7 separate regions of the Mus musculus genome follow, and all the other regions are linked to region 1. Evidence: chromatin contacts called from public Hi-C, HiChIP or PLAC-seq and promoter capture Hi-C data. All regions are on one chromosome and are shown on one strand. Each heading gives the region's core, a stretch centred on a gene start, on an enhancer-like site or on the middle of the called end of the contact. The rest is flanking DNA. Distances are from core to core; before and after follow the strand shown.

What was found. Promoter capture Hi-C pulls out the DNA fragments that hold promoters and counts their contacts. A called contact is a pair of places that touch in the nucleus more often than the background predicts. HiChIP or PLAC-seq counts read pairs in DNA pulled down with a chosen protein or histone mark.
Region 2: a contact with region 1 is called in a Hi-C map of CD4 T cells, with 4 times the contacts expected there. The contact joins the promoter of Dync1li2 here to the promoter of Wwp2 in region 1. A contact is called at or near these places in 2 of 39 promoter capture datasets (liver and pre-B cells), 1 of 484 Hi-C or Micro-C datasets (CD4 T cells) and 1 of 9 other capture datasets (liver).
Region 3: a contact with region 1 is called in an H3K27ac HiChIP or PLAC-seq map of regulatory T cell precursor, with 19 times the contacts expected there. The contact joins the promoter of Nae1 here to the promoter of Wwp2 in region 1. A contact is called at or near these places in 2 of 39 promoter capture datasets (liver and pre-B cells) and 1 of 115 datasets of contacts at active chromatin or transcription factors (regulatory T cell precursor).
Region 4: a promoter capture Hi-C map of liver shows a contact between it and region 1, with 6 times the contacts expected there. The contact joins the promoter of Pdp2 here to the promoter of Wwp2 in region 1. A contact is called at or near these places in 2 of 39 promoter capture datasets (liver and pre-B cells).
Region 5: an H3K4me3 HiChIP or PLAC-seq map of pro-B cells shows a contact between it and region 1, with 7 times the contacts expected there. The contact joins the promoter of Phlpp2 here to the promoter of Wwp2 in region 1. A contact is called at or near these places in 6 of 39 promoter capture datasets (the 3T3-L1 cell line, cranial neural crest, hippocampal neurons and 2 more), 4 of 115 datasets of contacts at active chromatin or transcription factors (embryonic forebrain, forebrain, large pre-B cells and 1 more) and 2 of 9 other capture datasets (adipose tissue and embryonic stem cells).
Region 6: a contact with region 1 is called in a promoter capture Hi-C map of liver, with 3 times the contacts expected there. The contact joins the enhancer-like site here to the promoter of Wwp2 in region 1. A contact is called at or near these places in 4 of 39 promoter capture datasets (hippocampal neurons, liver and stem cell-derived epiblast-like cells).
Region 7: a contact with region 1 is called in a promoter capture Hi-C map of liver, with 4 times the contacts expected there. The contact joins the enhancer-like site here to the promoter of Wwp2 in region 1. A contact is called at or near these places in 6 of 39 promoter capture datasets (the 3T3-L1 cell line, the C10 cell line, hippocampal neurons and 2 more) and 2 of 115 datasets of contacts at active chromatin or transcription factors (extraembryonic endoderm stem cells and kidney).

What each region holds. Positions count from the first base shown.
Region 1 is chr8:107,434,551-107,438,306 of GRCm38.p6, forward strand. It overlaps Wwp2 (WW domain containing E3 ubiquitin protein ligase 2), which reads left to right and starts at 1,820. Exons shown (of 24, transcript NM_025830.4): 1 at 1,820-1,891.
Region 2 is chr8:104,441,477-104,445,232 of GRCm38.p6, forward strand. It overlaps Dync1li2 (dynein, cytoplasmic 1 light intermediate chain 2), which reads right to left and starts at 1,571. Exons shown (of 13, transcript NM_001013380.2): 1 at 1,219-1,571; 2 at 998-1,071. The coding sequence starts at 1,325.
Region 3 is chr8:104,533,027-104,536,782 of GRCm38.p6, forward strand. It overlaps Nae1 (NEDD8 activating enzyme E1 subunit 1), which reads right to left and starts at 1,611. Exons shown (of 20, transcript NM_144931.3): 1 at 1,486-1,611. The coding sequence starts at 1,538. It also overlaps a transcript of Car7 not described here.
Region 4 is chr8:104,589,883-104,593,638 of GRCm38.p6, forward strand. Pdp2 (pyruvate dehyrogenase phosphatase catalytic subunit 2) reads left to right here and starts at 1,590. Exons shown (of 2, transcript NM_001024606.2): 1 at 1,590-1,713; 2 at 3,598-3,756. The coding sequence starts at 3,639.
Region 5 is chr8:109,866,501-109,870,256 of GRCm38.p6, forward strand. It overlaps Phlpp2 (PH domain and leucine rich repeat protein phosphatase 2), which reads left to right and starts at 2,103. Exons shown (of 19, transcript NM_001122594.2): 1 at 2,103-2,217. The coding sequence starts at 2,119. Gm17344 (a long non-coding RNA gene) reads right to left here and starts at 2,030. Exons shown (of 4, transcript XR_003947453.1): 1 at 1,796-2,030.
Region 6 is chr8:109,821,572-109,825,327 of GRCm38.p6, forward strand. All of the region lies in intron 3 of Ap1g1 (adaptor protein complex AP-1, gamma 1 subunit), which reads left to right. Among named protein-coding and RNA genes, the nearest start is that of Snord71, 16 kb to the right of the region's middle. Within about 2 kb of position 2,175, at least 4 of the 459 cell types and tissues checked have an H3K27ac peak or open chromatin away from gene starts, as enhancers often do. A contact at or near this core is called in liver, where this site is marked.
Region 7 is chr8:109,798,935-109,802,690 of GRCm38.p6, forward strand. All of the region lies in intron 1 of Ap1g1 (adaptor protein complex AP-1, gamma 1 subunit), which reads left to right. Among named protein-coding and RNA genes, the nearest start is that of Ap1g1, 22 kb to the left of the region's middle. Within about 2 kb of position 1,642, at least 46 of the 459 cell types and tissues checked have an H3K27ac peak or open chromatin away from gene starts, as enhancers often do. A contact at or near this core is called in kidney and liver, where this site is marked.

The sequences.
Region 1 (3,756 bases), core at 570-3,069:
GCTAGGACTGAAGGTATACACCACTGTCTGGCCAATTACACCTCTTCAGAGTAGGGTGAGTCCATGACTTGACTCATTCACTACGAACTGACTCCATGATGGAAGTACCACTGTGGCCATAAAACTCAGCACACAGACAGCACCACCTGCCAACATGAAAACAGAGACGGGGGGGGGGGGGGGGGGGCAGGTGAGATGGCTCAGCGGGTAAGAGCACTGACTGTTCTTCCGAAGGTCCTGAGTTCAAATTCTAGCAACCACATGGTGGCTCACAACCACCCATAATGGAATCTGGCGCCCTCTTCTGGTGTGTCTGAAGACAGCTACAGTGTACTTATAATAATAAATAAATAAAATCTTAAAGAAAGAAAGAGAGAAAGAAAGAAAACAGAGACATAATCCACCAAAGTCCCCAGTTCTGGGAAAGTCTCTAGATGCATTCATCTCGCCTTTTGGCTTCTGTAGTTCTGTTGCTGTTTCTGCTAACTGGAGCATGTCGACCCAGGACGCGAATTTTGCGCTTAAAACCTCGCCCCGAGAAAGGCTTGATACTACACAGGGATCCTGAACACCCAGTGTAGTCACAGGGTGGCTAATAAAGACTTTCTCTTGGTAGATACCCCACAGCAAAGACACCGGACACACAGGTGGTACACAGATACACTTCAAGAGAAACATCTATGTAATAAAATACAAATGAAAATGTAATATTTCAGTTAACAAAAACCCAACAAAAATCCAGGTAATCAGAACAATTAACTCGGTGGTGGATGCCAGCCTAGGTTACATAAAATCTTGCCCCACCTGTCTCCTCTCTCACCCCTAACCCTCCACCCCAATGGTATAAACTGGTAATCCTAACTACTCAGAAGCTAAGGCAATGGAATTAAAAGTTCTTGGCCAGTTGGAGCATTTAAAATAAGACCCTGTTCCAAATAAAAACCAGAAAGGAAGCAAAATGGCTGGGAACATAGGTCAGTTGGGACGCCCTGGACTAGTCACGTTCAACTGTCAATCTTGCAAAACCCAGAAAGTTTCTGTTGTCCAGGCTACGGTGAGGTATGTCTACAATGCCAGGAATCAGGTGGCCAAGGACAGCGCTGGGTTCCAGGTCAGCCAGGGTTACTTACATAGATTCCCTGTTTGTTAATTCATAATGTTCAGTTTACTCCGTAGGGGAGGGGAGCGGGGGGGGGGGGATGGGAGTTGGTTCCCCATGGGGAAGACACGTAGGGACTCCGGAAGTTTTGAAAGGGTGTCAGGTTGTCGTGTGTCATGTCCCATGCTCCACTCCCGTCCCTCTTTCCAGTTTTGCTTCTTGGAACAACAGATGCCTTACAAAGGCCAGGGCATTTATACTTCTAGAACTGAGAACAAGGCCTTACAGAGTTGGCACAAGCTAACGACATTACATGGGATGCTCAAGTTTGATCAGTATACATCTGTGGTACCAAAACATCCTTTGCAAATTTGGGGACATGCTTAGAGTTACACGGTTTATCTGACACTCAAGTTTGGAGGGGGGGAGCGTACTGTTTTTTATCCAGCAACTCCTTCAAGACTTGACTTAACTGATCGGATGGTCTTCTCCCACCTGTACCATGGCGGGAAAACAACTGTACTTGCTTCCAAAGGCATACATAAAGACCCCGGGGCCCGGTGAGCCCTTATTTTATACGTTTGCTCGGGCACAGCCCGGGTGATCCTTGCAATCCCGGCCCTGAGCGGGTCAAACGCTCGCCGCCCGGGTCCTAGGTGGTCCGCACCTGCGCGCCCCGGCCAGCCTCTTCCGGGTCAGGTGACCGCGCACGCCCACGTGACCCGGCCCGAGTGCGGGCGCTGGAAGGCGGAAGTGGAGCGGAGTTAGGCGCCGCTGGTGTGGCCGCGGCAGGTAGGTGGCGCGGGGGCACTGGGGGGCTCGGCAGCGAGCGGGCGGCGCGGGGCAGCCAGGGGGCGGCGGGCGGCGCGAGGGGCCGGGGGCGGCGCGGGGCGGGCGCCGGGGGGCGGCGGCTTCCTGTGGGAGGGGCCTGGCGCGCGGTTCCGGCCTCCGAGGAGGGATGTCCCGGCTCGCGCCCGGGCGGGGTGGGCGCGGGGCCCGGCGGGAGTCGCCCGCTGGTGGCGCTTCCGGAAGGAGACCCCCAGCCCCGGGTGCCTGCGGTGCGGAGGAGCCGTGTCTGTCTGGGAAGGGGGCCCGACCTCAGCCGGGGAAGACTCATTTGCTCCCTGGAAGGGGCTGCCTGGGAGTGGGCGTCTGGCTTGTAGGGACAGGGAGAAAAAAATCTGGACGATGCGGCCTGGACCCCATTCCAAGAGTCTTTTTTCCTTCCGTCCTCTTTAAAAAGGATGGCGATCCGGGACTTTGATACCGGTTCTGTTCAGTTCTTTAAACTTCAGGAGGGATCCCTGAGTCTTGATCGTCTGACTCTGGTCACACCCACTTTGCCCTGTTTGGGTAGGGTTTCCACTTGTTGGGAACCTTGCCCATCAGATCGTCTTTCTTTGAGATGCTCCCGGATCGGGTCATCTTGGAGGCCACCAAAAAAAAAAAAAAAAAAAAAAAAAAAAAGACGTGTAGGTGCTTTGCTGTGATCATAACAAGACTTTTAACCTACACTGTTGTTGGCGACCTGGGCCGGCGTTACCTCAGCAACGCATTGACTGCTGAAGTCATGGACAGTTGAAAGTCTGCCCATACCGATTTGAGACCTCTCAAGCTTAAATTATGCAGCTTCCTTTACCATGTGACTGCTTATCTTGACCAGCTGTGACTAGGTGGGGTGACTGAGAAGTTTCTCTTGTGTTCCTTAGAACTGTGACCTAGATCGTAGTTTTTGAGGTTAAAAATACCCATCTTAAGATTCTTCATCCTCTAGGCCTAGGCCTGAAGATGGCTCCAAGTTCCAAGCCAGCCTAAATAAACAAACAGGCCACCCTCTTTTCCCTTCACTTTTGCTAAGGTTTGCAGAAGTGAAGCAAAGTTTATGAATGCAACGAAGGTCAGGGTTCAAATGGGACATTGACAGGAGCCAGAATCACAGGTCGCTAGGGGGGAAAAAGCACTTTGCATTAATATATTAGGAGTTGAAGACTTGGGGGGTATATTATAAGCATTTAAAAGTTAATTTTTGTAGCAGTCTCGAGAAGTCATTCACACTTTATAGATAACAAGCTAAGAGAATTGACTTAAAATAAAAGATGTATTTTTATTTGTGTGTATGTTCCTGTGTGTATGTGCCCACCAAGGACAGACAGAGCATTGGGTCCTTTGGAGCTAGAGATACAGGTGGTTGTGAGCCTCTGGATTTGCATGCTGGGAACTGACCTTTGGTCCCGTGGAAGAGCAGTGAGTGCTTTCGCCTGCATCTCTTTAGTCTCAGCCTGCCTGACATCCTCATTTTGTTTTTCTTCCTTGTTTACTGTCTTCCTGCTAGGACTGTAAATCATTCAAGGGCAGTGATCTTATTTTACCTGACTTCTTTGGCTACTAGCCCCAGGCCTGGTATGTTAGGAGTACTTGGTCAGTGTTTGAGAAGTAAATGAGTTTTTAAAGGTCACACTGCTCGGTGTATGTGGAGAACAAGGGGTTAGAGCATAAGTTTCCCGTCCCTTTCTCTGTTTAGTGTTACTGGTCTATGGAAAGCCAGAACCATGAGGAGAAGGCTTCAGTTGGCTTGTCAGTCTCTTAATTTTTTGTTGTTGTTGAACATTGCACCTTCCCACTTCCCTTCTTTTTGTAATTTTTTATTTTATTTTTTT
Region 2 (3,756 bases), core at 321-2,820, 3.0 Mb before region 1:
ATCACCATGCAGTCATTTCCATAAGGCTTGGGGAAGGGTGGAAGAAGATAAAAATCTGAAAATCAGGAGTCTCCAGGAAAGCCGATTAGTCCTCCAGACTTTCATGATCTGACCTCATCTTTATCCTCTATTGCAAAAAAAAAAAAAAAAAAAAAAAAAAAGGCTTTTGACAGTGCCCAAACGATTCACCCTACTATCTTGATGTGCTTGCACCTAGGCAATTACCCTTCAAGATACCTGATTCCACAAGCGCTCTCTCAACACATCAAGCAGTGTGATGCGCCCACAGCAGTCTGCTCTTGACATGAGAGATGCGATGCAACCACGCACACATCTGCCTCGGCTCCACTGGGATTCTTTCAGGGTGTCTAAGACTGTCTGTACTGTCCCACTGCTCAGCCCTCATTTCCTACTCTACAAACAGCATTGCAGGTGAACGCATATAATCCCTTTCATTTGAAGGAGATAACTGAAGCCAGAGAGGTTAAATGACTGACTGGGCAACCCAGCAGTGAGGGCAGGATTTATGCAAGAAAGTTCCTGGGGCTGACTCCCAAGCTCTGCTGCCTGCCCATGAAGACTGAAGAAAAGACTTCGTCCATCTCCTCAGTTTCCCAGTCCAGGTCACCTACTTCCCTCATCTTCTCCATCCAGCCTGCACATCCTCTTTTTCCTTCCTCCACATCCTCAACTTGGTGAGCACAAGGCTAACCGATGAACCGAGTCAAGGCTGAAGAAGGCTCAGCCAAAAGACTGAAGGAATGTGCCCCAATGCCCCAAGCCCACATCACATCACTGGACTCCAAACGGAGCTGCATTCTAGGGGGTCAGTAGAGGTGTGGGCTTGGAGACTCAGCAGCTACCCTGCCAGAGTCCAGGGTGCCCTCCCAGGCAGGCAAGCGACAAGCAGGCGCTAAGGGTGGAGAAGCCTGGGAACCAGTGGGAGGGGCGCCGCCTGACCCACCCCTGCGCCCCAGGGCAGTACCCCGCTGCTCACCGAACACCAGAATGTTTTTGCCGGACGGCAGCTTGGACCTGGCACGGGTGGACACTTCGCTCAAGATCGAAGACCTGCGGCGACAATGACAAGAGTGGTCAGCGCGGGACCGCCTAGGACCGCTCGGCCCACGACTGCCCATCAATGTCTGCCCACGGTCCTGCCCGCTCCGGCCCGCTCCCGGTCCGGCCGCGCCATCTGCGGCTCTATACGCTCCTCACCATAGACTCTGGCCTTCCTCCTCTTCACTTGTCAGGTCGCCGGCGGCCGCCACTGCGGGCCCGTTGGGACCCAGCAGCAGCTTCTTCTCCACCCCCACCGGCGCCATCTTGCCAACTGCAGCCACAAAGAGGGCCCTCCCCCGGGCCCGCCGAGGACCCGCAAGGACCCCGGCCGGGCCGCGCTGCCCGCCCGCAACGCCGCAGAAGCTCCGTTATCCAGCGCGTCCCGACGGGCCCGCGGTGTCCTCGTGCGTCTGCGGGACGTGGGATCGCCGCAGCTAGGGACGTTGCTGGGTCAGGCAGCCAGCCGGACAGCCTTACGCGGGAGGTGGAGCCGCGGACGCCACCAGACCGAGAGCGCGCTGGCGACCCCTGCAGGGCAGCCTCTGATGCGGCAAGTCCAAGCTTTGGAATGAACTCAAGCTAGACAACCATATTTATAAAGCGATCTCATTGAATCTTGTTTAATTCTTAATAAGTGAGGTGAGGAAACTACAGCTCAGAAGTTTAAAAGAAAATGGGCCAAACATGAACGAAGATCCACAAAAAAATGACTGGACATAGATATTTGCATGTCCTGTCATACCAGCAATGGGCAGCTGGTGGGGGCGGGGAGGGGGGGAGGGGGAGGGATCAGAAGTCTTAGACTACTTGGTAAGTTTAAGTTGAGCATGAGCTATGTGAGAGCCTACTTCAAAAAAATTAATTTTAAAATGGTTGCACATGGTGTCACACGCCTTTAATCCCAGCATTCAGGAGGCAGAGGCGGGAGGAACTCTATACATTTGAAGCCATCCTGGTCTACATAGCAAGTTCGAGGGTAGCCAGGGCTACATAGTGAGACCCTGTGTGCCGGCTAGTTTTGTGTGTCAATTAGAGTCATCAGGGAAGAAGGAAGCTCAATTGAAGAAATGCCATTGTGGGTGGTGCCATGCCTGGGCTGGCTGAGCAAGCCAGTAAGCAGCACCCCTCCATGGCCTCTGCATCGGTTCCTGCCCCCAGGTTTTAGCCCTGCTTGAGACCCTGTCCTGACTTCCTCCAATGATGGATTATGATCTGGAAGGGTAAGATGAAATAAACTCTTTCCTTCCCAACTTGCTTTTGGTCATGGTATTTCATCACAGCACTAACCCTAAGATACCCTGTCTCAAAACAGCCCCAAGACCCAGTTCTAGAGGTGGTATCCTGCCACTTCCAGTCATTACTCTTTTAGTTTTACTTTTATTAAATGTGTATAGGTGCTTTGTCTGCTTGCATATCTGTCCACTATGTGTATGCAATGCCTGTGGAGGGCAGAAGAGAGTGTCTGAACCCCTTGTAACTGGGATTACAGATGGTTGTGAGCTGCCCTGTGGGTACTGGGAATTGAACCCAGGTCCTTTGGAAGAGTAGTTAATGCTCTTAACCGCTGAGCCATCTCTCCAGCCATGTTTCTTCAACTATTATATGGCTTAATTTTCAGGATGCTCATTGAAAGTTTATCACAAATCCTCAGAATGTTGTTTTTCATCTCCTCCTTTGTAGACTTTATTAAACTGTGAATGATTTTTACCACCACAGTTAACAATACTTTTGGCTTTGCTTTACCAATTTTATTGTTGTTGTTGTTGTTTGAGACAGGGTTTCTCTGTGTAGCCCTTGCTGTCTTCGAACTTACTCTGTAGGCCAGGCTGGCCTTGAACTCGGAGATCCACCTGCCTCTGCCTTTGGAGGGCTAGGAGTGCCCCCACTGCCCTGCAAGGTTTCTGTTTTTTTTGCTTTTTTAAATCCTATTTTTCAGAGAGTCAATATTTCACAGCAGAACAAGCAGCTGTGACTGCTTTTCTTGAGTGGAGAAGGTAGTGGGGAGACTGGATGTAAAAGGGGAGAAGTAATGGAGAAAAGAAAGACAGGTTTGTGCTGATCAGGGGTAACTTTAGGTATGGCCTTTTGCTGTTCTCTAAGGAAGCAGGGTAACTTTACAAGGTGTTGATAAATACCATAAGGAAATGTGATATGGCAGGAAAAGCAATCACTTAAGTAGGTTTCAGTTGAAAAATACAGTGATTCTGGTTCAGCTAAAAATTAGCAGCATAAATTAAAGGATGCAACAATGGGCATGTAGTTTGCCAACTTGAATGTAAACTGGAAAAAGGAAAATGGGAGGGAAGAGCAAGCAAGATTGGAAGTCATAACAGGACACTAGAGTTGAACACTCTGGGCCAGTGAGCTAAATCCCCACCAGGACCACCAGCCCAGGGATGGTAGCACCCACAATGGGCTGGGCTCTTCCCCATAGATCATTGAGAAAATGCCCTACAGCTGGATCTTATGGAGGTATTTCCTCTAGGGAGGCTCCTTCCTCTCTGATGACTCTAATTGAACACAAATTCTCTAATGTGACCTGTTCCAAAACGAGAAGATAGATAGCACCAGATACAAATGCATATAGTAGCTTTCTTTTCTTGCCAGAATATCAGGGGGGAGGATGGTGCAGACATAGGGAATGCAAATCTCAACAGAGAATTTGACAATTCATAACAAAAGAAGGTTAAAAAT
Region 3 (3,756 bases), core at 361-2,860, 2.9 Mb before region 1:
ATGTCTAACTCTGGGCAAATTAACCTAACTTTTACAAGACTTAGTTTCCCTATCCAGTATCAAAGACCGTCTGCCTTCAAGGATTCTCAGAACTAAGTACCTACGTCTCTGGGAGAGTAAGAGCTAGGTAGTCAATACAAAGAGAAACCTCCATCCTTAGGGACACAGGGTAAGTTCTCTTGAGATTAAGAGAGGCGAGGGGATGGCAACACTTTGATACACTTAGCTGACACAGAGTATACTCAATAAGAAAGGAAGAAGGTGGGAAGAGACAAGGAAGGAGAAATAGCTAAAGAATCCACCGGATGGTTTAGATGTGCCCTGTCCAAATGGTTTCTGAGTACTAGAAATGCAGCTGGCATGAATTAAGACATTTTTAAAATGTGTATGATACCTGATTTATAAGACTCTGTGAACAACAACAACAAAAATAGCTTGGTAATTTTAACAATAATTACGTTGAAATTGTAATGTTTTGGAATACTAGGTTAGATAAACACTGTCAAATTTGATTCTGGGATTGGGGAATGTAGCTCAATTTGGCAAGCAGGCATGATGTCCAGAGTTCCAGCCTCAATACTTCATAAACCGGGTGTAATAGTCCACACTTATAATCTCAGCTGTTGGGGAAAAAGAGGCAGAAGGATTGCATCAAGTCTGAGCGCAGTCTGCTCTACATTGCAAGTCCAGGCGGCCACTCAAAGGTAAAAGACAAAAAAAAAAAAAAAAAGGGGTGGGGTGGGGGAGCAAAAACTTATTTTTGAGTCTGGCTGGGCAGTGAGCATCTTCAATCTCAGCACTTGAGACCTGGGACGTAGGCGCTTGAGTTCAAGACTGGCCTACTTAAGACCATGTCTCTATATAAACGAGAGGGGTGGGGAGAACTAGTAGCAAAACTTATTTTCCTGTCTCTTTATTCTCCCGGTTCCCAAGGTCTTCCAATGGAGGCCAGGCTGGCTTTCAGTTTCCGATCCACCTGCCTCTGCTTCTCAAGTCCTTGGGATTACCATGTCTAGCTTCTTTTAACTTTATTTGAAAGGTGCCTACTGGAAAATGTGTAATTACGAACACGGTTTGCTCCGATAAAGCTAGCATGACGCATTTCTATTGGCCAGCGCGGGCGTAGACCAATACCTGCCGGGGCGCAGCGCTCGGCGGTCGGGCAGGATGGGGTGCTCCCACCCCCCTCGTTTAGCGAACGAGTAGGGAGGGCCTGCCGAGACTGTGCAGCCCAGTGGGTTGGCGGAGACACCGCGCACCGCAAACCGCGGACAGCCAGCCGTGCGGGAAGGGGCGAGCCGGCCTTCGCCGAACACTCGGGCCAGTGGCCGGATCCCAGAGCGCCGGCTCCCCACGCCCTGCACGGCCGGCCGCAGCCGCAGGCCCGTGGGAGGCCGGCCTACCCGGCCTAGGCACTTAGGCCCCGCGGGTGTCAGGAGAGCCCGCCAGCCTGGCCGGCTTGCTCACTCGTAAACCCCGGCTCACCTCAGCTGCCGGTCGTACTTTTGCTCCTTGAGTATCTTCCCTGGCTGCGCCATGGCCGCGCCTGGCCCGCGAACAGCAAAGCCGCCTAAGGAGGCCGCCACCCACTCGGCCTCACGCAGGCGCACTAAGCGCCCTCCTCCAGCGCGCAGCCAGTAGGGGGCGCCGACGCTGCACTGCGCACGCGTCACTGGGAAGCCGGGGGAAACCTGAGGTTGAGTTCCACAGAATGTTTCTCTCTCTCTACCTGCAGTAATTGTGGAGAACTCCGACTTTTAAATCGAGTGATAATCCTTATCACTGATAAACCTTAGTCCTCTTCTGGGTGAGTTCACCGTTCCTGAGACTCCTCCAAGAGGAACAATACACCAGCATACTTGTATATAGTATTCTATATAGAGAAGCTACCCTGATGGGTAGACAGAGGGGCCCCACCCCACGGCTTCCCTCCAAGAATTGTTCCCCGTGGTGACGCAAGGGAAAGGGGGTTTTGAACGAGATGAAACGGCATCAGGAGACAAATGAGAAGTGGACTTGGGGGACGGGAGGGTGTCTGAGAAGCAGCCAGAGTTGCCTGTGAAGCCCATGAACAAGGAGGAAATTAAAGCTATCATCGATTCATGTGACACAGGATGACTGTCCCTTGGTGGCCGATGCTAAGGAAGGAGCTTATGAGCAAGTTGAGGACAAGAGGGAAGAAGAGGCTTGCTGACAAGTAAGAATTGCTTTCCTCTATCCCAAATCCTAGAGGAGTCTCCAGATTCATGATTGCCAGATGCACTTGCACGTCCTGAGATTATTATCCCAGCACATGATGAGTGTACATCCACACATAAAATCCTTCCAGCCTTGTGGGGTGAGGGACCAAAGAGACGGCTCCATTTGACAGTAATATTGCAGTGCTAACAAATGCACTTCCCCTGGGCACAGTGTTAGGACACAAGGTGAGGGGACACCCTGCTGTGACCTCCCTCCCCCAACCCCTATGGAACCCAACTGATGGGAGAAAAGGGGCGTTAGGCGTTCCCAGCTCATTATGTGCTTGTGCATGTCTGTCAGTTGTCACATTCCCTCTCCAGTTAGACAGGTGAAACGTGAGCGATATAAAATACACCCAGGGAATGTGAGAAGGTCAAAAGTGAAAGTGAAAGTTCACTACATAGCCTTGCATACACCTTGGCCCCAGGAAAGGAAAGATGGACAAATGTAATTGGAAACAACAACATCAGGGGCCGAGGGTGCTGTACTGCCTGCGACTGTGTGATTTTGAGAAGCATTCAGTTGTTAGTAAGTGGACAAGGATACCTCAGAGCATGCACTTCTTACAACTTTTTAATGTTTATTGATTGGTGTGTGTGCAAGAATGCCATCATGCACTCGTGGAGGACAGAGGACCATTTGCAGAAGTCACTTCTCGTCCTCTTCAACACAGGTTCGAGGGATAAGCCCAAATCTTCCAGCTTGCTGAGCCATCTTGCCACCTCTCCTTTGAGGAAAACTTATTCTTAAATGTATGTGTGAGGTTGTGAAATATTCACTGTGGGAACTGAACTTGGATCCTCCGCAGAACAAGTGCTCTTAATTGCTGAGCCTTCTCCCCAGCCCTTTAAAAGAATGGGTGCAAAGGAAATGAAAGAAAAGGGGAAGAAAAATTAAAGAGGTTATCGCTGTAGTCACTTCGGTTAAAAGAATGAAGCAGGGGAGATGGAGAGATGGCTCAGCAGTTAGGAGCACTGACTGTTCTTCTAGAGGTCCTGAGTTCAATTCCCAGCAACCACGTGATGGTTTACAACCATCTGTCATGGGATCTGATGCCCTCTTCTGGTGTGTCTGAAGACAACTGCAGTGTATTCATATAAATAAATTTTAAAAAGAAATCTTTAAAAAAAAAAAAGAAAAGAGAAAAGAATGAAGCAGGGCCTTTGTAGGAGCAAGCTTTACCCCATGTGTGAGGGGATGGGGTCACAACGTGGGGTGGCAAAATGATTTTTAATTCCCTTTTGTAAGCAAAACTTTTATAGTGTTTTACAGAAAAGACGAGTATTTAAAGGGTTTGACATGCTCAACCTGCTTCACACAGAGAGAAGAAATAGGCTTGGATTGGGGGAGGTAAATAGCCCAATGTAAGAATTAGAAAAAAAAATACTCTGACATTTCTAGTCAGACCCAGTTCAAGTCTGTTATTTCATCCATCCTTACTGATCTCTATCCGGAGACATTGGATCTATAGTTTGGGGAGAAGCTGAGGACAGCCTGTAACCTACGAGAGACCAG
Region 4 (3,756 bases), core at 340-2,839, 2.8 Mb before region 1:
TTAGTATGGGCCTGAAAGAGACCCCACAGTGTCCAGAAGAAACTTAGTACAAATTCTGATTTACAACTTCCAGACAGGGTGCAGACCTATATAACACCCTCAGGGCTACTTCTGAGGCTGAGGCAGGAGGACATAAGTTCAAGATTGACTTTGACAACTTAGTGAGAATCTGTCTCAAGGCATAAAAAGGGGAAGGGGTAGGGTAGGATGGGAGGGGAGAGGGGGACAGGGTAGAGTAACGAAGATCTATCTATGATAGTGTTTGATAGTATTCAGGAGGCTCTAGGTTCAATCCTCAGTATCACAAAACCAAAGCAAAACCCAGAACAAAAACAGGGATTTAGCAAACGCCTTTAATCCCAGAATTTGGGAGGCAGAAGTAGGTGGATCTTTGTACATTGGAGACCAGCCGGTTCTACATAGCTAGTTCTAGACCAGCTAGGGCTACCTAGTGAGATGCTACCTCAAAAACACAAATAAAACAAAACACTCCCAAGCAACCACCTCCTTGAGAGGCCTGAGGCCCAGTAAGGGGACACATCACAGAAATACAGCAGGAACACTTTTACCTCAGACGTGACTTTGGGTAAACCAGCTTGCCTTTCTTTCCAGAGACAGCACTCTCAGACCTTTCTGCTATCTCTTATCTCTCTTTGACTTCAAGAAAGGACTCTACTGACTCACACATTATAAGGTGAAGACCAGACTCAGCTATTGTTAGGACCAGAAGGCAAGGAGGGAAAGCTCTGGACCTCTCTGGTTCTGGCTCTCCCAAGCTACCAACAAGTAAAGGTGCGGCTAACATCACTTGTCGCTAAGAGGCCAATGTAATTGAGAATTCAAAATGGTGGTTAGTAAGGAGCCAATGAACTCTTTAGATCAGAAATGTGAGTATTAGAAGGTTCCTTCTAGCTGTTTGTAAAGGAAGGAAAATCGGTTGGGACTAAGTGTAATTTGGAAGTAGGGGGCCTTAAAGGCTTTGGAGTCTGGCATTGGCAAATGGATGGGTGGGAAGGGACTTAGGAGGTGGGAATGACAGGATTAAAGTGTGTGACAGTAAGGGAAGCATCAAATTGACCCTGGTGTTTGGACTTGGGTCTTCTGGGGCCGGCGAAGCCATTGCTGGTTTAGGAAGAAAAGCAGGTTTGACTGGAAGATAAGGTCAGGGCAAGTAGAACCTAGAGTGTCCATAAAGCCTTCAAGATAGGTGTCCAAAGATAATAAAGATGTGGCACTTTGGAGAGAGGCTTGGAGGGAACGGAACAAAACCCGGGAGGAATCTATGTGAGAATGAACTGTAAAGAACTGGAGAGGTCTCTTGGTTCTGGCTTTGCAGGGTGTGGTGATAAGGGAAGCTTGGGGAAGAGCCCCACGTGACGACCTACTGGCGCAGCGGCTGCACAAAAGCCACGGGTAACCCCAGGGGGTAGAGTGCAGGGTGGCCCCTCCCGGCCCCGCCCCTCTGCCTTCCTTTTGCCCTCCTCATCCATTGGGTAATCTCAATGTCCGTCAAGGGCCCGCCTCCAAGGATAAGCCAATCAGGAATGGCGGGAGGGATATTTCTTTTGGTGCTGGTTCCTCGACTGGGGGCCTCTCCAGGGAAGTAAAACCCAGTCGCAGCAACCGCGGAACTGTGCTCAGGACCAGAGTGAGCCGAGAGGATCCGCCGAGTGCCAGCGGCGCCAGCTGGGGAGGAGAGGACGAGGATACGAGGTAAGGAAGGGGACGATTCGGGGTGCGGACGCCTTCCCTAGCCTAGTTTACGGGTACCTCAGGTGATGGGGCGGAGAGGGGGATGAGGTGAGAGGGCGGGACGAGCTGGCCCCTGGTCATGGTCACCCCACTCGCGCGCACGCGCCACGTGGGCCCGCGCACTGGTGGAGGAGACGACTGCTTAGCCGGTTCTCTGCACCAGCTTCCTTAGTACTGGAGCACCGGTGAGCTGGACGTCGCAACTGGATTCTTACACCTTGGAAAGCCAAGGCTCAGCCACTAAACGGGGGCTGGGATTTCTTAGAGCCTTGCGGTCCAGCCAAGAAATCAAGAGACTTGGTTTCTTTAGGGGTGCTAAATTCTTTCTGTCCCATTGGAGGCGAATGGTTTTCATTGCGCACAGCTGCCTGTCCTTTCTGCAGGGTCAAGGGGCGTCTGAGGCCATCTGCCCCTGTCCGACCTCATCTGTCCCAAGTTCAGCGGGATGGGTATTGGCTTTGGGAAATCGGTTTGACAGTGCGTTTATACCCTTTGACCTACTGGTTTTGGAAATAAGTAAGGGAAAGGTGACTGCAAATGCCATGTAATTTGGTACCAGGTTAGTGGAAACAAGCTCCAAGTCACCAGTAGTTGTGAATGTTTATGCCAAAAACCATAAATAGTACTATCACTGAAAACATTGCCTTTAATAGGAAATCATGTTCACAGTAGTTGGCCCAATGATATAAAAATCTGTACAGAATGTATCCCAAGGACAAAAATAGTGGCTCCCTCCTTTTGTTGATTTTTGAGACAGTTTCTCTGTGTACCTGGTCTCAAATTCTGCCTGCCTTTTCCTTCTAAGTGCTGGGATTAAAGGCGTGCACCCACACTCCCAGTTTCAACCCCCCCCCCCCATTCCCATGGGCTTACTTTGTCAAGCAAAGTAACAGTCTGCAATGTAGATCAGGCTGGCTTTGAACTCACAGATCAGCTTGCCTCTTCACCTTTGCTTCCGGAATTCTGGAATTAAAGGCGTGATAGCACTGTGACGGCTCAGAAGTGTCGTATTTTATTAAGTCTTTACAGAACGTTGTGAAATCTTGACATGGTGCACACACTTTTAATCTCATGAGGTATTGAGAACGTCAGAGCAGGCAGATCTCTGATTTTGAGGACAGCTTGACCTACACAGTGAATTTCATGCTGGCCAGGGTGACAAAGTAAGACCTTGTCTCAAAACAAAACAACAATGACCAATACAAATTACACAGGAATTCTGTGAGACCAGCAACTGATGGCTAATTCTAGCTACCCTGGAATCTGAGGCAGGAGGATCTAAAGTTCAAGGCTAAGTGTGAAAGAGGGCTGGGGATGTAGCTCAGTGGTAGATCAAATAGAAGAGACCTTGTGTTCAGTCCCCAGTGATGAATAAAACAACAATAATAAAACAAAACCTAACCACGTATTGCCGGTGAGACACAGTATGCTAAGTAGCTAGAGTCAGTGGGGCTTCAAAAACACCATATCGAGATAATATTGATGATATTTATATATAATATATTAATGTAATATATATAATGTATACCAGGTACAGGCCTGGACTCAGGACAGCCGCTAGTCAGCAGCTACATGACTGGAATTCATGGGGTAGGTAGATTCCTTGGGGGAACAGATACAAAAGGGAAAACTTAAATACTGCAAGGGAGACTGAACAAAGGACGTAGATAGTAGGCTCTGGCCTGAGGAACGGTTTAGAAAGGAAAAGGAGGCACAAGTTGGCTGGCAGGAAGGCCGGAAGCTCTCTATAAAATCAGAGAGCGCATTAGCAAAAGTGATGTTCTAGCAGTTTAGTATTTTTAATAACTTGAACTTTGAAGCTTTTATAAACTCTTGAAATTTCAGGCTGAAAAAACACTCCACCTCCACCTGCCACTTGTTTCAGAATGTCAAGTACTGTGTCCTACTGGATCTTCAATTCTGCAAGGAATCGTATTGCTCTTTTACGAGGTGGGAGACGCCTATACTCAAGGGCTGCCACGAGTAGGAACCTGCTGAAGTGGA
Region 5 (3,756 bases), core at 853-3,352, 2.4 Mb after region 1:
GAGAAACCATGCTTACTGTAGTAAAAGAAAACAAAGAAAGGAAGATTGGGACTGTGGTAGAGGAAGGCAAAAAAAACGCCTTTTATAGAAGAAATGATTTGTATGAGGCAGAATCTTTGAAGCAAAGTTTTATCTTTCTTTTTCTTTTTTTAGATTTATATATTGATATATGTCAGTACACTGTAGTTGACTTCAGACACACCAGAAAAGGATGTCAGATCTCATTATGGGTGGTTGTGAGCCACCATGTGGTTGCTGGGATTTGAACTCAGGATCTTCGGAAGAGCAGTCAGTGCTCTTAACTGCTGAGCCATCTAGCCAGCCCGCAAAGTTTTATCTTGACATGTCAATTAGCTCCAAATTGAACAAAACATCTTAAGACAGGGCGGGCCAGGTCTATCTCGAATGCTGTTGCTTTTAAGCCTACAGTTAAAATACTCCAGACAAGTAGTTGCACAGGCCAAACTGAAGCAATGGGTAATAAGTGACCCTTTGCCCGGTTATCTTAGAAGTTGTTTTGCTTTTTAATCCCTTACAAGTTGGCTGAATATTCAACACATACATAAGAGAGGAAGCCCTAAAAATGAAGAGATCTAGAAGGCTTCTTACAAAATGTAGGAGCAGTTTAATGCTAATCACCTTTTGGGAAACCTAGAATTTCAGAATTACAGTGGCTACTATGAATCTTTAATATGAGTTAGGCTCTTTGTTCTGTCCAATCCACCTTGATAATGGCCAGGCAGATGTTAATCTAGTTCATTCACTCCTTAAGAACCAACGCAAGGGTCTAGAGAGATGGCTTAGTGGTTCAGAGCACTGGCTGCTCTTCCAGAGAACCCAGGGTCAACTCCCAGAGTTCACCTGTCAATTTACAACCATCTATAACTCCAGGTCCAGAGGATCCGACACTGTCTTCTGGCCTCTATCATCAGTCATACACGTGTTGTGTTGCATAGACTTAATACCCATAACAACACGGAAGACCCACCTGAAGCTGGGCATAGTGGTGCACATCTGCACTGGGGAGGTGGAGACAGGAGACTCTAAAAGTTCAGGGCCAGCTTTGGCTATATAGTGAGTTCGGGTCTGCCTGGGCTATGTGTAATTTTCTGTCTCAAAAAAAAAAAAAATCCGAAAGAATTAGATCAAGTAATTTGTACATGTATAGAATGTATAGATCTAATAATGAGTATAATTAACGGGGTGTGGTGACCCACGCCTTTAATCCCAGCACTTGGGAGGCAGAGGCAGGCGGATTTCTGAATTCGAGGCCAGCCTGGTCTACAAAGTGAGTTCCCGGACAGCCAAGGCTACATAGAGAAACCCTGTCTCGAAAAACCAAAAGAAAAAAAAAAAAAAAAGAGTACAATTGAGATTTGGAATTGGAATTAGGCAGACTTATAATTTGGCCCACTAACCACAAAACTATCTTTCACTCCAGGAACAAAAAGAGTCAGCTTTTAAAATAGGTGAATTAAGACTTGCAAAATAGAAAGCGGGCTTACACACCATGTTACTGGTTGAGTGGTTGAGGACGAGAAAGGAAATCTGATACTTTGATTACAGGAAAAGGACACTGAACTGTGCCTGGAAAGCTTAGTGTACTTGAGGTGGTTTGATGAAGAAGGTCGCCAGCTATCCCTAAGAGGTGAGTATAAGCAACAGTTCTTTCACCCCCAGTGGGTGCCAGGGGACAAGACACATTTGGGAGCAGGAAGCGTCTTGGATGGAGAATTCCAGCGCCGCCCATGGTGGAGGGTTGTATCTTGTCTATTTTAACAGGTGCAGGCCTTACCTGTCACTTCCTCTGGCCGCTTCTTGGAGGATCCAGAAAGTACCAAATTGCTCTCCCTGCGCCCTGGTCCTAGGAGCTCAGGGTGGAGCGCAGCAGAGGCTTACTCCGCCTGCAGTGGCGCCAGCCTCCCACAATTCTACTCCGGCCTCGCCAGGCTGACGACTACGCAGGTCCAGCGGGTCGGGGAGGGACCGAAGGGGGCGGAGCGTCTTGGTTAGGGGCGGGGTCTAGGCGGAGGGGCGAGGCCTCCCGCTGCTCGCGCGCGCCTCCGAGGCTCGCGCTGTCGCGCCGGGCCGGGCGTCTCTGTAAATCCTTGGCCGCCAATGGGGGAGGTGGAGCCCGTGCCCGCGGGCCCGCTGGAGCCCCCGGAGCCACCTGAAGCGGCGGCGCCTCGCCGGCCCGGAGGGATTCGGGTCCTAAAGGTGAGACGGCAGGGAGAGGGAGGAAGCAAGAGGGCTGTGGCCGCCTTCGCTAAGCTGCCCGAGGCGGCGGGCGCCCCCCGCCCTGCGTCCCTGGGCCGCTTGCACTTGGCCGGGCCGCCGCGGGCCTGCTGTGGGGCCTCCGGGCCGCGCCCCCGCCCTGGCCTCCGCCGCCCTGGTCCCCGGCGCTGTCCATCCCTGACCGCCGCCCGGCAGGCCCACGCCTTCGGGCAGCCGCTGCCCCCACCTTCCTTCCTCCCCGCATCCCCGGGACCTCAGTCTCCTCGCTGGGCCTAGCCCGGGGCCCCGGGACGGATTCCGGGGGGCTCCGAGGGCCGGCCGCGCCTGGCGGGAGTCAGGCGGCGAGTACGCAGGACTCGGCGGACACCTGAAGACATCACCCCAGCTGGAGGATGGCGGCGGCGATTGGCCAGGCGCCGCGGTGTGCGCGGGCTGCGCCGGCGGGAGCGGCCACGCTGCCCTCGGGACTGGCTGCGGGAGTTCCGAACCGGCTCTCGGCTCCAAGACGCAACACCCCGCGCTTCCCGCTCGGGGGACAGTCCCGGAGGATCTGCTGCCTGTGGACCTGCTGGGCGTGTTGCAGGGTTTGGGGGGCGGGGGTGGGAGAGCAGAGCCCGAAGGGGCACTCCTGCTTGGCTGACAATCCGGGGAGAAGGCAGTGGGGGAGCCGTTATGCAACAGGCAGCTAAGCGGGGCTTTTTGGTAGAATCAGGGGAGTAGGAGGATAGGAAAACAGATGCAGGGGAAAGGGGAGTGGAGCCTTGAAGGTGAGTGATGACAAGAAGTTTCTATGCAGGAAGAATGCAGAAGGTGAGCTGAGGTGAGGTCAGCAGAGATGGCTAAAAGGTGGCTAACTGGGTGGAGTTCTCTACTAACCTCTGAAATAGTGCAGAGACATTTTTTTCTGTAGGTTCAGTATATAAACGAACTGGAATAGTGGAATGGAATTCCTCTAGAGTTCTAGAAGAGCAATTGGCAGGATTTAAAACTTGCCAAAGAAGGGGAAGAAAATTAAGATTTAATGTGTTTCGAAACCAGTCTGCCAAACATCGAAGATACTTAATGTTAAAAGCAAACCTTAAGTAATTAAATGAGATTGTTGTTGAGTAATATTTCCTTTTATTAAGATTATTAGTAAAGTAGCACAAAGATGGAAGCAGCAGAAAAATTTATTTGTTGTACTTAGTGAATTCATAAAACCAATACTCAGTAGACTGAAATTTTATTTTCTGGCACCTCCCAGTGTTAATGCATAGTTTACTTTAGACTAACTTCATAACTGTTACCTACACTGTTACCTACACTGGAATTTACTCAAGCATAAATCGAAGTGTAATTACTCAAAGTCTTCCAGATATTTAAAATGATAGCAAATAACGAACTGTAAATTGTGAGTGGATTCAGTACAGGCAAGAGATCTGCAGGACTAACTTATGAGGAAATAGTTTTGAGAGATATCAAATGGCTTTTGGTATGCAGAGGATGGTCAATTTAAAAAAAAAAAAACTTTTCTTGTAACCT
Region 6 (3,756 bases), core at 925-3,424, 2.4 Mb after region 1:
TTTTAAGCATTGTATTATCCCATGTCTCCCTTCTGTTCTCCCTAATGAAAGTCTGTTAACAAATGTGTGTGGTTTTTTAAAAAATGTTTGGATATATATTTTATATATATATTTATTTATTTATAAGGTTCATGGTATAGCAACAGTTCAAAGTTTAATACTGAATAGCTGCCTTATTCATTGGCAGAGGAAAAACAAGATACTTAAAGATCTTAAAATGAAGCCTTTTAAGAAACTGAATGTAATATTTAAGAACTTGCATTTTTGAAGATATGCTTAAATATTGAAAAATGAATACAAAATCAACTAAATATTTGTAGGAACGGGGCCCCTAAGTGTTAAATACCATATTCAAATTTATTTTTAATAATTTTAAACTGTTAAATTTGGTAGAAAGGAGTAAACTTAACTTTTAAGCTTTATTTATTTTTTAATTAAAAATACTAATAATGGGGCTAGGTATAGTGTGGTCATCCACTCCTTTAAACCAGCACTCATGAGGCTGATTCAAGTGGATCGCTATGACATCAGATCAGCCTGATCTATGTAGCGAGTTCCAGGACAGCCGGAGCTACATAACAGAGAGACTCTGTCTCAAAAAACCAAACCAAAACAAAAAAACTAATAATGCCCTCGGTGGGAGGGCTAATTTAGTGGTAAAGGGTTTGCCGTGTGTGTGTGTGTGTGTGTGTGTGTGTGTGTGTGTGTGTGTGTGTGTACCAACAGCCCACTCCCCTAGAGAGTAGTAACGAACTATTGTGTTAATTGTATGATTTTTCTTTTTGTGTGGGGGAGACAGTCTGCAATTCAATCTAACTTGGTATATGCTAGAATTATAGGCATGTGCCTAGCTATAAGTAAACAATATTTTCTAAATTACAAAAAATTCCTGTGTAAAGAGTGAGATTATTTTATATTTTTTCACTGTATCCAAAGGAGGACAATATTCGTGTAGAATATTGACTGGTAGAGGTAGAGAACATTTAGCAAGTGTAATGTGGAGAAGGGAAAAGTAGGTAGGTGCATGGTGTATAATCCTATGTGTTCCAGAGCTGCAGCCAGAGGATTGTAAATTTGAGGCCTGCCTGGGCTACAGAGTAAGTTCAAGTTGGATCTGGGCTGTAGTATTAATATATTAATAAATCCCAGTACGGGGCTGCTACTTTCCTGAATGAAAGACACACACACAGTCTTTGTATGTTAATATGCCTTAAGGAGCACAATAGCGGGCTGGCGAGATGGCTCAGTGGTTAAGAGCGCTGACTGCTCTTCCAAAGGTCCCGAGTTCAAATCCCAGCAACCACATGGTGGCTCACAACCATCTGTAACGAAATCTGATACCCTCTTCTGGAGTGTCTGAAGATAGCTACAGTGTACTTACATATAATAAATAAATAAATCTTAAAAAAAAAAAAAAAAAAAGCACAATAGCTGGGCAACTGCCAAACTTCCATGCTGTTAGGATCTACCTCCCACCAAGTTACCTAGTTACTACCTACTGATTTCTATGTTTCATCTCAGCTACTCTTAACTTCAATTAATTAACCCTCTGGGCCATGTTTTCTTGGTCCAGAGCTTAGGCTGCTCTCCTTGCCTCTCTACCCCATGGCCGCTCTTGACTCTGTCTTGCACACTCCTAAGACATGGCGTCTCTCCTTCACTCCTGCTTCCTCGAGGAAGCCCAGGAACTTTAAATCCCGCCTCTCTCTTCTCCCCAGATATTGGCTGCTGGCATCTTTATTTGCCAATCAGAGTTAACTACGGGCAGGTTTCCAGATCTTCTCATGCAAACAATTTTGGGGGACTCAGATTAGCAAAATGTAAGCAGCTACACATAGCAACTTAGACTTTGCTTCAAAAGAAAAATAAACACAGATCTGGATATACAGCCCCATGGTAGATATAGTTTTGCTTTTCAGTCTCAGCAGCATGAAAAGTCGAAGAATGGCTTGCTTTTTTTTGGTTTTTCGAGACAGGGTTTCTCTGTAGCCCTGGCTGTCCTGGAACTCACTTTGTAGACCAGACTGGCCTCGAACTCAGAATGGCTTTTTAATAACTCAGTATTCTTTGCTACTATGCTAAAAATGAACACGTAGCCACTTCTTAACAGTGAAGGACAGTGTGGACTGTGAAACTCTGCCTGATGTATTAATAGTTTAACAATTCACTGCTCTGTTACACTTTAACATTAAGAATTTTTTTTTCTGTGTGTTTCTCTGTGTAGCTCTGGCTGTCCTGTAGCTCACTCTGGGGACCAGGCTGGCCTCCAACTCAGAGATCTACCTTTCTATGCCTCCTGAGTGCTAGGATTAAAGTTGTACTCTGTTGCTGACACCACTACCACCACCCAGCTAAAAAAAATGTTTATAAACATTTACTTTTGTGTGTGTGTGTTGGGCTGAGTGTGTGGGTGTCAGAGAAGAACTTGGGGGGATTGGTTTTCTACACTTGTAGGTTCTGAAGACTGACCTCATCACCAGCTGAGGTGGGCAGTAATATGCCTGATCCCTTGAGCGTCTCATTCTCCCCTTAAGTTATATCACCACAGTAGAACCACTTGGGAAAAACATGTTGACAAAGTTATATAGATCTTTTAGATACTAATGTTTCAGCTTAAAATATTAAAATGTCATAGATTAGTATCGTCACTGATTTCACCACGTCATTATTTATAAACTGTCAAGTTTGTGGTGATGATAGAAGTTTTCCAAAACTCTAGTTTTTACGTCAAAGCTTGGATTATGTTGTTGGCAACAAATATGAGCTATTCCTCTTCCTGTTTGTCTAGAAAGTATGCCTCTGATTGATCTCAGCATCCTGAGGGACAGAATCACAGACAGCTGTGTGTCAGTGTAGCTGTGGCTGCCTTCCTTCCCCATCCTTGCTTTTTACCTCAGCTGTGCAGGAGTGACACAGTGCCGCTGCCTTGTCTGGGGTGTGGACAGGCAGCTTCCCACCAGGTGACAGCAGTATGTTAGGATTAGGAAAGCAGTTTGGATCTCATGAACTCTTGAGAATTGCAGAAATCCTTTGAACCTGTAGATTGTAACCCCTTTGGAGCGTGTATATCAGACATCTCACATATCAGATATTTATATTACAATTCATCACAGTAGCAAAATAACATCTCTATGAAGTCGCAGTGAAATGACTTTATGGTGTGAGTGTGTGTGTGTGTGTGGGGGGGTCACCAGAGCATGAGGAACCATATTAAATGGTTGCAGCATTAGGGAGATTGAGAATCGCTGCTTTGAATCATGTTGTGCTAATGATACAGAATGCTTAGCACCCGACTGGTAGAAGTGTCATAGATCATATGATGACTTGGCTTCTGAATAACAGAGTTGTTTTCAGTCTGTAAGTATGCTTCATGTTTTAAATACCTTAGCCTTTTTTTTTAAATAAAAAGCTGTTTTATATAGTCATACTTATTTTCTGTTATGATCAGAATTTCTGAGGCTATATTATATAAAGAAAAAAATATTTTAGTTTGCAGATTTAGAGGCTGAAAGTCCATGATGTGGCAGCCTACCAAACTGCTTAGCTTCTGGGGAGGGCCTTGTGGTCGATAGCATCGTACAGCAGGAGTATACACTAGGGAAAGGAGGGGTCACACCAGGAAGCAGGGATCTCTTGCTCCTTTAACATACCTCAGTTTTATGGCACATGTTGAGTTCTCAACACCAGTGTTGCTTCCATGACCTACAAGGCTCCGTGTCTTAAAGATTCCACTGTCTGCAGACTGGGACCCAGCCT
Region 7 (3,756 bases), core at 392-2,891, 2.4 Mb after region 1:
TTCTACCATAGGGGTTCCCAGGGTTGAACTCAGGTCATCAGGTGTGGTGGCAATGCCTTTACCAGATGAGACATTTCACTGGCTTTTTACCCAATTTTTCCCCCACCTGAGTTTAACTTTTGTTCTCAATCTGAGCCTGTTAATATTATGGTATATAAAGATATCAACTAATGTAGTAAGTTGTAACAACTCAGGAGAAAAAAAATGTTGCTTTTCTGTAAGCTGTAGATAGCCTAGTATAGGGGAAACTTCAACACCATAGGAGTGAGTCAAATAGGTAACTAATTAATTCTCTGTTCTTATACATGATATATTTAGCATCCATGACCGGAAATTTGTTCCATAAAAACCTATTGGCATTTAAATTGTACTTTGCTCTGGCTTCTAGTTCTCTGTCCGGGTCTTGTAACTCTAGTAACTGTTTCTCTCACACTTTTCTTTCACCAGCCAAGGACTTCTTTCTTCACTGGCTTTTTATGGTCAGTCTCTTAGATGGACTCACTGCAGGGATACCCCAACTTCCTTATTATCTGAGACCTATTCCAGGAAGACATCAGATTCATTTATTGCTTCAGTTCTCTAAAGACAGGGTAAACCAAAGATATTAACAGGAGAGAGCAACTGAACGGGCAGTTGAAGTCAGGGACAGTGGAAGCAGTAGTTCACACGTGTCCCTGGTTCTCTGGCTAGAAATAGCAGAAGAGAGCTCTGATTTCCTGTCTCTTCTTAAGTATCCCTGCCTGGATCCTATCTGTGAGGGAAGGGGCTAAACCTTCGGCCTAGATATTAATACCTTCTGCCGTGAAAAGCTTTGGAACCAGATTTCTAGATTGTCATGTAGAGATGAGTTATATCCCTCAACTTTAGTTCATTTCCTAAACATTTTTAGGGTTACATCTTAATAGGTGGGAATGTTACATTTCCCTTGAGAATGTCTGGTCCCTTAACAATTAACTGGAGTGGGCAAGTCAGTCACTGAGTACCTGCTTTAAGCTATGCTTAAGTAGTAGGAGATATATAAGTATCCTCACAATAAGATACTTTTCCTCCCCAGAATTCTTGCCCTCTGCACTCACGCTAGAGCCCTCATGAAGTTCTGCTGAGTTTGGCCCTTCGCCTTTTCTTTTTGTCTTTTGGGTATTAGCCTGAGCCCAAGTGTGACTGACTCTCTGCTTTAGGCCTTGTATTGTTTCTCTGCAGCTCTCCTCCTGGTCACCATGCTGCTCATCTGTCATGTGACTTATCTCCATGCTGACCTAACTCAATCAACATGTTTTTTGTCTCTTTTCTCTCTCCTCCAGGCTGCTGTCAAGATTTACAGCTTGCCTTCTGGAGTTTTTCTTCAAACTCTATTAATAAATTGTCCTGGAGCTTAAAAATAAAAAATCATGCTGGTGGCATGGACTTTATTTCTGTGATTTTGTGACTGATTACCTAGCTTAAGGTCTTGATTTTTTTTTTCCAAGTTAGATTATGTACATGCTCTTGGACTAGATTTAAGCTTTTCTAACAGTCTTTGTTTGCTTTGTAGAGCTATTGCGTGCTTGTGGGGAAACACTTTTCTAGCAGAGAGCTTCCCTGCTCTTATAGGTGCTGGGGCTAACCAGGGCGTTAGTGCATGCTAGGCAAGCTCTCTACCACTCAGCTCTACTCCTGTTCTTTCCAGTAGTGTTTGTGCTTGACCTTTGAGAGTATCTAGCCTTGAACCTGTACTGATCCTCAACTTTAGCTTCCCTAGTGCTGGAATTCCAGGCTGAGCCACCATGCTTTGCTAGGTAACTTTTCTCCATGAATTGAGTTTTAAGTAAAAGCTTACTTTTTGAACATAGTCTGGGCTTTGGGTAGTCACCGTTCTTGATCAAAATAGTGGCTGTGTTCTCACATGCATTTTGCATTTTTTCTGTTATATACTACATATGCAGCATACCAGTTTGCTTACAAATGTTTTATCCTGAAGCCTGTGTTTATAGTTTATTATTAAAGAAATGACTCTTTAAATAGATTAACTATTAAGCATCTTAATGTCAGTGAGAAATTGTTTAATGCCTTGCTTATTGAAATTTTACTATTTCTTTCTCTCCCTTTCTTCCCTCTCTTCCCTTCCTGTCTTTCTTCCAACCTTCCTTCTGTTCTTCTGTCTCTGATAGGGTCTCAGGTATTTTTTAAAGATTTATTTATTTATTTTATGTATATGAGTACATGTACATCTGGTTGTGAGCCTTCATATGGTTGTTGGGAATTGAATTTTTAGGACCTCTGCTTGATCCAGTTGCTCTGGTTGCCCCACTTGCTCAGGTCAACTCCGCTTACTCAGTCTCCCTGCTCACTCAGGCCCAAAGATTTATTCATTAAGTACACTGTAGCTGTCTTCAGACGCGTCAGAAGAGGGCGTCAGATCTCATTATGGGTGGTTGTGAGCCACCATGTGGTTGCTGGCATTTGAACTCAGGACCTTCCGAAGAGCAGTCAGTGCTCTTACCCGCTGAGCCAATTTGCCAGCCCGGGTCTCAGGTATTCTAAGCCGGCTTTTAACTCCTGACTCTTCATCCTCATCCCTGAGTGCTTGGATTATAGGTGTCTACTACCATGCATGATTTAGGCAGTGCTGGGGAATTGAACCCAAGCCTTCTGCATGCTAGACAAGCACTCTGCCAACTCCACCACACCCTTACCTGGAAGCTTTGGGATTTGCTAAAAGCTTTTGATTATGAAAATGTCATGTGGGCTGGTGAGATGGCTCAGTGGGTTAGAGCACCCGACTGCTCTTCCGATGGTCCAGAGTTCAAATCCCAGCAACCACATGGTGGCTCACAACCATCCGTAACAAGATCTGACTCCCTCTTCTGGAGTGTCTGAAGACAGCTACAGTGTACTTACATATAATAAATAAATAAATCTTTAAAAAAAAAAAAAAAAGAAAATGTCATGTACACAAAACCAGATCACTGAACATTCATGTATTCTTCAATGATCACATTTTGCCCCCACCTCCTGCCGCCCCCTTTTTCTTCTAACTTCTGTCTCCCCAGATTTGGGATTTTTTTTTTTTCCTTTTTGTTTGTTCTGTTACTTCTTTTTCTGGAGTACTTTAAAACAAATCCTAGTAGATGTGTCATTTTATCTGTGAGTGTAATTTTGAGGTATTGACCTGTCACCTTGTGCTCTTGAGCAAATTGCTGAGTTTTTTTAAAAGTAAATTTCTTTATAGGCAAGATGGGGATCATGATCTCTACCTTACTCACAGTGTGACCCGAGGAGGGCTGGGGATGTAATTTACTTAGTAGTAGAAAGCTTGCCTAGCATGCATAGACCTGGGTTTTATTTCTAGCAACACATAAGCTAGGCATAGTGGTGCATACCATTCAACCCCAACACTCCTGAGGCAGAAACAGGAGTATCAAGTTTAGTAGCAATTTCAGGCCAATATGAATAACAAAATGCTGACTCAAAACCAAAGAAAGAACAGAACAAATGATATAATAAATATAAAAATATTTTGTAAGTTTAGATCCTTGACTATTTGTCATAAAATGTAACCATAATACACAGGTAGTATGGATGTGGGGTGTACTCTTTGTGACCCCATGGCAAGCTGATTGTTGATCTGCACGAGGCAAGAACATGACTCAGTAACTGGTAGTGGTTCAACTTCTATTGTCTGACACTGACTTAGAGTTTACTATGTTGGCCTTGAGCTCCTGGTAATTTACCTACTTCTGCATCTCTAATGTTGGGATTACAGGAATGAACTAGCAC